2 separate regions of the Mus musculus genome follow, and region 1 is linked to region 2. Evidence: chromatin contacts called from public promoter capture Hi-C data. All regions are on one chromosome and are shown on one strand. Each heading gives the region's core, a stretch centred on a gene start, on an enhancer-like site or on the middle of the called end of the contact. The rest is flanking DNA. Distances are from core to core; before and after follow the strand shown.

Region 1 (4,008 bases), core at 1,306-3,805, 280 kb before region 2:
GTACTGTTAGACCCTTGCTACTCCATCTTTCCGAATCCCTATCTTCAAAACAACCAAGCAGACACAAGTGACTTAACCAGTGCCACTGTGTGCTACACCTGCCAGTGGCTCTTCTGCAGGGCAGATGGCAAAGCTGCCAAGCCTGAAGTATTCTAATTGCTTTCAGTCTGCGTGAGCTGTGGAGAGGATGATAGGTGGGCGTGGGAAGGGCTCACCACCACTCCACCCCACCCCACCCCCGGTCCATGGCCAAACATCCCAGCTATCTCCTTGAACTGCTGACTGAGAATATACTGCTGACCTTTCACACTGATCTGCACAATGGTGCAGAAGGAAGTCTGTCTTAGTCATCTCTCGCTCCCTTCCTTAAGGCCTGAAACTTCTGTCCTGCGCCACGGCAGCCCATCACTAGCCATTAGGATTCCTCAGCTTCTACCTTTTCTTGTTCATTCTCCTCCACTCGGATGACACATCCCACATGCACAGTACGAGTCAGTCACCCTTTAAACACACAGCCTCTAACTCAAGAGGACTCTTACATAACCTTTTGCACAAAGACCTGATCTTGCAACGGCTGATCACTGACTGACCTTCCGTGCCTCTGCTCTGCAGAAAGCGGCAATCTACAGTTAGAGGCTCTGACTCAGATGACTTGTGTGGGCTGGGTGTCATTCTGATGCTGTGATCCCAGCACTCTGGAGGCTGAGGCAGGTGGTGGGAATTCCAGGCCAAAGTAGGCATAATCCTGTCTCAAAAACTAGTGGTACAAACGTGTCACCACCACCCCCAGCACTCAGGAGGCGGTGGCAGGAAGATCAGGGATTCAAGGTCATCCTCAACTATTCTTAGCCAGTTCAAAGCCAGCCTGGGCTAGATGTAAGACCTTGTCTCAAAGACGAAACAAGATATTGCTGGTGCTGAGACATTGATCTCTTGAACAAAGCACATGGCTAAGGCTGTCCCTGTGAGAGTACACTGCCCATTTACTGAGATCCCTGCCTTAGCATCACCAACCTACCTTCCCAACCTCACTAAATTTGCTTGCCTTCCTTACCATATTCAGGATCTGCACTGCTGTGCCAACCCACACCAAGCAGTTTTTCAAGTTTACACAAACTCCTTGGGAAATACTGGTACCATCTTCATATATCTCAGCATATAGCGGGTTCCTTCATCTTCCTCGGTCTCATGGCCATTCCGTCTGACTGTATTAATCACTAATTCCTATGCTCTTCCTCACGTTCTCTTATTGCACTGATGTTTAACTGAAAAGAAATGTTCTTCTCCTACCCCTTAATAATTTCTTGCCAGTTTGTCATGTTCCCTCCCCTGGTATCCTCAGTGGCTAGGATAGTGGGTAAACACGTAGCAGGCACACCGCACTCACTCACAGGAGGTTGTCACAGCACTCAACAAGCTGTGTTTAATCCCTTGGGGTTTTGATACATGGACTCCCTATGTAGCCTAGGTCCTCCTGCCTCAGCCATCCAAATGCTAGCTACAAGTGTGTGCCACCATGAGCCCCACAGCTGGGTGTGGAGAGACAGGACCACTGGGAGTCCTAGGCCAACCTAGGTTTTTGTTTTCTTTTGGTTACGTAACTAGAAAAAAAAAAAAAGGAAAACTTAAGAGCTGCCAAGATGGGCTGGTGAGATGACTCAGCGGGTAAGAGCACTCTTCTGAAGGTCCTGAGTTCGAATGCTAGCAACCACCCATAAAGAGATCTGATGCCCTCTTCTGGTGCATCTGAAGTCAACTACAGTGTAACTTATGTATAATAAAAATAAAAAATAAAAAGCTGGCAAGATGGTTCAGCAGATAGAGTGGCTTGGCATCAGCCTACAATCCAACCTCACTTCCTGGGACTCAAAAGTGGAGGAACCAATTCCTGCAAGCTGTTCTCTAACCTCCACACAAATGCTGTGGGGTACCCACAAACACATACACAAATTAAATGTAATTTTAAAAATTAAGGTTTAAAGCCAGATGTGATGGCACACACCATTAATCCTAACATTCGGGAGGCAGAAACAGGTGGATCTCTGTGAGTTCAAGGCTAGCCTTGCCTACAAAGTAGAGCAAGCTACAGAGGGAGACCACATTGGGGGGGGGGGGGCAAAGTGTGCTGGCACACACCTGTAATCCCAATATTATCACCAGGGCAGATGTTCCCAGGCCGTAGTGCCTTAGATCCACATGGAGATAAGACCCAGGTGTTGCGGCACCTGTTCCTTCTTGGCTGTGGGGAATCTTTCCTTGCCTTCTGTGGGTCCCCCATACTACCTACAGTGCTAGCTTGGGGGCCCGCCCTTCATCCATCTGCGAAGCCAGCAACATTAAACCCAGGAAAGGCTCTCTGAAGAACTTCCATCAGTCTGCCAGTTCACCTAGGAAATGCCTATTTCAGCACTGCTATTCACATGAAGCCCACTCATCATGTCAGGCCCAGGAACTTTAGCTGCACGCATCTGAGGAACCATTATTAAGTCACAATGCTTGTTTGTTTCTGTGTTGAGGCCCTGGCTGTTGTAAACCAGGCTGTTCTCAAACTCGAAGAGATCTGCTGCCTGCCTGTGTCTTCTGGGTGCTGGGATGAAAGGCATGCAGCACAACTGCCCAGCTCAATGAAGACTTCAGTGGCATCAATCCCACCAGGTAGACAAATCCAACACTAGGAGAACCCACCACTAAACTAAGTGCAACAGAACTTCTGGTGGTCTTTATAGGAGTAATCCCAATGAAATAAAAATTCTCACTGGGAGACAGAGAGGGCAGTGCATGCCTGAAATCCAGCACTTAAAAGGGGCCGGAGGATAAAAATCCCAAATAAGACGTCTGGTCTACATAAGAAGTTATAGACCAGCCTATAGAGACCCTGTTTCAAAAATAAAAAACCCAAACCACAAAACAATCTATGCTGGAACAGACTCAAAGGAGAATGTAAGTTTAGTTTTACTGTAAATTAAAGAGAAATTTAACTGTAGTGTTCAATTCCCAGTACAGGGTGTGTTTCTGTGTCAGAACAAGGTAGATGTGAAATCAAAACGATTTGTCTTTTGTATGTGTACACACTTGTGTGTTACAGCACAGGCTCCAAGGATCAAACTCAGGCATGGTGGCCATCTTGCCAACTCCTCAAACCAAATAAAGACAGGTTCTCTCTACAAAGCCATGGCTACCTTGGAACTCACTTCACAGACCAGGGTGGTCTTAAACTCAAGTGATCTTCCGACCTCTGCTATCCAAATAATGCCAAGATTAAAGGTTTATACCACCAACTCCAGCTTTTTTTTTTTAAAGATTTATTATATGTAAGTACACTGTAGCTGTCTTCAGACACTCCAAAAGAGGGCATCAGATTTCGTTACGGATAGTTGTGAGCCACCACGTGGTTGCTGAGATTTGAACTCTGGACCTTCGAAAGAGCAGTCGGCGCTCTTAACCACTGAGCCATCTTGCCAGCCTCAGCTCTGACTCTTATCATGCAATAAATAGTATGTTTATAAGTTGGTGGGAATTATGTAGAAAAGTTAATGAAAAGGGTATCAGAAAAAGGCACTTAAATTTGAACCTTTAATCAAATAAGGGATGAGATTTAAGAAGATGGAAATGCTTGCCTTAAAATTAAAAAAATAAAAGGGAGGTGGCTGGAGAGTTGGTTGGCGGTGTGAGTGCTTTTGCAGGTTCTGCAGAGGGCCCACGTTTCTTCAGCAGTAGTTCCAGGGGATCCAATTCTGTCTCTTGGTTTCCATGGATACCTGCACACATGTGGCACACACACATCAAATTTTTCTTTTCTAAATCTTAGAAATACTATAGAATGGGACCCTTTACACTGGGTATGTTGGTAGTAGTAACTAAGACAGTGGCATTGCGTGCCCACCAGAGATGGCTGGGTAAGGTGTAACCTGGCAAGCTTCTTTCAAAGCTTTGGTGTGAGCGCTGGGACACACTGGCCAGGGCACACTGTGACAGTGAGAGGACAGCTTTCAGCTGTCATTGTTGAGA
Region 2 (3,643 bases), core at 837-3,336:
TGCCCCCCAGGCGGGTGCTGAAGCTGAGGTGAGCTGTAAAATGCTAAGGTTTCTAAGTGAGGACAGCAGGGCGGTATATCAGGTCTGGAGACACATCTGCCGGCTCTGTCATTCTCAGGGTTGGGTTGTTTTTTTTTTTTTCCTTCTGTGTGACTCTCAGCCTTTGTTTCTGTGTTTCTCTCTTTGTCTGACTTTCCAACTCAGACTTCCTCCCCCCCCCCCCCCCCGCCATTTCCTGTTCCCCCTTCCCTCTGCAGCTGAGGTGCACACAGCTTCAGCTCCTACCTCACAAACCCCAACAATGCTCTGTGGGCTCCCCTCCCCCTGCCTGCTCACTCAGCGTAGCTCAAGAGGTGACACATTTACACTTTCTTTCCAGTGAGGTCAGGACCCATTCTTGGCCCTGATAGGGGCCATTTGGGGTTCCTCACATCACTGGTGGCCTGGCCCTCTGCCTGTGAGGGACACAATCCTCATTTTTGCCTGCTGGCAGCTTGTTGTGGAGTTCTTAAACTCCTGCTGATGTCAGAATGTCTCTGCCCGCCACAGATACCTGTGCAGTATGCTTGCTCGGTCCTCTACCGGAGGCAACTCGTGGTTATGGCTATGCGCTCCATTAGGGGTGTGGCCTTGCCTCTACTTGAATTACCATTCTGCTGTGCTGTCCTGTCCCCTGCCTGTTATTCTATCTATCTATCTATCTATCTATCTATCTATCTATCTATCTATCTATCTATTATCTATCTACTATCTATCTATATCTACTATCTATCTATCTATCGATCTATCTATCTATCTATCTATCTATCTTCTATCTGTCTCTATCATCTATGTATCTATCTATGTATCTCTGTATGTATCTATGTTTGTATGTATCTATCTACCTATGTATCTATGTATCTATCTATGTATCTATGTATCTATCTCTATCATCTATGTATCTATGTATCTCTGTATGCATATATGTGTGTATGTATGTATGTGTGTATGTATGTATGTGTGTATGTGTGTATGTATGTATGTATGTGTGTATCTACCTATCTATCCATCTACCTATCATCTATCTATCTATCTATCTATCTATCTATCTATCTATCTATCTATCTATCTATCGAAACAGGGTCTCTTTATGTAGCTCTGGCTGTCCTGGAACTTACTGCATAAGTTAGTCTGGCCTGAAACTTGCAGAGATCTGCCAGCCTCTGCCTCCGGAATGCTGGGATTAAAGCCTTATGCCACCATGCCCCAGCCTGTCACTAGGGCCTTAAGACATGAGGTTTTCTTGTCTTCCTCCTGAAACAGACTGTCAACAGTCGATCCTTAGGCACAGGATGACATGGATACGGCTCTGCCAGTGAATGTGGCTGCTGTTTTTACTATAGTACATATAACCTTGTCACCAACTATCTAACAGAGATAGATGCTGTCCAGGTTCAACTCTGAACAAGAGATGCCTTTGGCTGTCCGGCTAAATTAAAGGCCACCCAGTTCTTACATAGCACGGCTGGAGTTGAGTGCAGCGCCATTTCCTTCCCTGTGAGCTAAACTGTAGCTGCTGTGTTCTGCTCACGGGGGCAAAGGCTCTCTTCTCTTACCCAGGAGTATCTTGGAGGGTAGGAGGAGTGCTCCATCAAACAGCCTTCCCCACCATGTTTAGTGACCTTCAAGGGGAGGAAGAGGCAAGTGAATCTCTGTGAGTTCAAGGCAACATAGCAAATTCCATAACAGTCAGGGCAACACGGTGAGTCCCTGCGTTAAAAAAAAATCCTCTCATTGGTTGATGACGACGACGACGATGATGATGATGATTGGACTTGAGGGGTCTAGGCTGGTCTGGAACTCTGTATGTAGCCATTCCTGTCTTCACCTCCAGAACGCTGGGAATATGGACCTATGCCATCACACACAGCCTTCCTCCCTAAGTGCCTCCCTCAGTATGAGTAGAAGCTGGCCTAGAGATGTATGGGACCCAAGAGGCTGAGGGGGTCTAGGTCTATGGCAGCAGGAAGCCTGAGGTGCTGGAGGCTTGTGGTTGGGTTGCTGGGGCTGGGTTGGCTGCAGAGCCCTCAGGAGACAGGAAGTCAGGGTGGAACGTGGGCGCGAGGAGACAGGTGGTGACTACGACGGCGAGGGGAGCTGACACCGGGTCCAGGCAGCCAAGCCAGGCTAGGAGCATCATGTGAATAGGCCAGAAGGCTCCCAGGCTGGGCAGGTAAGGGGTACTGGGAACAACAGTGTAGAAGGGGGCAATGGTGGGAACCAGACAGCAGAACACTGCGTCTGTGGAGGCCTAGGCTCCTTAGGTGTACAGAAACCTTTCAGAAATGCCTTCCTGGAGGTTGTCTGAGCTGGTGGCTCTTGCCTCTGCCATCTGCTGTCCATCATTTCCCACCTTAGGAGGAGCACACTCCTGGGAGAGCCAGCACATGATGTCAAGTGTTAAGAAGGCCACCAGCAGCCACCTGTCCAGTTCCTTGAGCTCAGAGGATGAGGTTTCTGAGGTCCAAAGGTGGCTGTGACCCTGTCTTAACCCATACCTCCTCACGATGGTCCGCGGCAAAGCAGGACCTTGCGTGGGGGTGTAGGCTTGACCTGGGCTCCTTCTATGCCTGTGGCACACAGGGTGATGAGATGGACCGTCCTGAGGGCAGGGCCCCAGGAATCAGTCCCCAGGTCCCTAAGGCAGACCCAAGTGGCAGAAACAGATGAAAGAGTAACCCATGGGATCCAGGTGGACATATGAGAATCGACGGCAGCCTTAGCAACCAGCATCCTGAAACACAGAGGAGTCAGTAAGGAAGCAGATAGATATGTGTAGGGCGTTTATCCAGAATGGATGTGTGTTCCCCGGGGAAGTTGGTAGTGAACGAGATGGGAGAAGGGAAGAGGAAAGACTATTTTTATCCTGAACTGGGTATAGCTGGAGCAGGGCAAGAACTTCTGAACTTCCCTCTGGAAAGTCACCGCTCCTGTCCTGCCAAGTGTCAGGACAGGATGTTCTTGCCTTTGCCCTTGTCCCCATCCTGTCTTAACTCAGCTGTATTTGTGTGTTCATGTCGGCCTTCATGATTCTTCCTTCAGACCCTAAAGGATAGAGGCCCAGAATCTTGTCACCAGCCACCACCCATTCGTTCAGTCAAACTCTAAACTCTGGAGGACGGTCTCTTCCTCCACTGACTGTCCAGGTTTCCCTTGCCTCACCGTAGATGTTTATGTCACAGATTTTCCATCTTGTCAGCATATGCTGGCCTCTTCCAAGACCTTGCCTCCTTACAGGGGCAGGAAACACACTGGCTCTTCCGGTGTTTCATCTGTCCTTGAACTGCAGTCCTCTAGGCTGGCCCTGTGCTGACTGGGAGAGGAATCCAACAGGGTTGCTTGTTCTTGGAGCTCAGGATGGTGGCTCTTCTCAAAAGAGCCCAGAGGACAAAGTCAGAGAATGGGTTGAGATCAGACGAGGGAGAAGTTTCCTTCAAGGGAATCTAGAAGCTTCCTGAACAAGGCTCATTCTGGAAGGTGCTTAGGACAGAAAACTAAGGTCCCCACCCCCTGTGCTGCTCTCCGGGACCACAGAGGCAGAGACCTCAGAATAAAGTCAAAGGTGCAAGAGCCCAGGTGTGGTATAGTGTAAACACACACACAC

The links. Promoter capture Hi-C pulls out the DNA fragments that hold promoters and counts their contacts.
Region 1: a promoter capture Hi-C map of pre-B cells shows a contact between it and region 2, with 2.5 times the contacts expected there. The contact joins the promoter of 1700108I11Rik here to the promoter of Lck in region 2. A contact is called at or near these places in 1 of 39 promoter capture datasets (pre-B cells) and 1 of 115 datasets of contacts at active chromatin or transcription factors (effector CD8 T cells).

The regions. Positions count from the first base shown.
Region 1 is chr4:129,851,778-129,855,785 of GRCm38.p6, reverse strand. 1700108I11Rik (a long non-coding RNA gene) reads left to right here and starts at 2,555. Exons shown (of 2, transcript XR_868199.3): 1 at 2,555-2,655; 2 at 3,086-3,283.
Region 2 is chr4:129,572,084-129,575,726 of GRCm38.p6, reverse strand. It overlaps Lck (lymphocyte protein tyrosine kinase), which reads left to right and starts at 2,086. Exons shown (of 13, transcript NM_001162433.1): 1 at 2,086-2,212.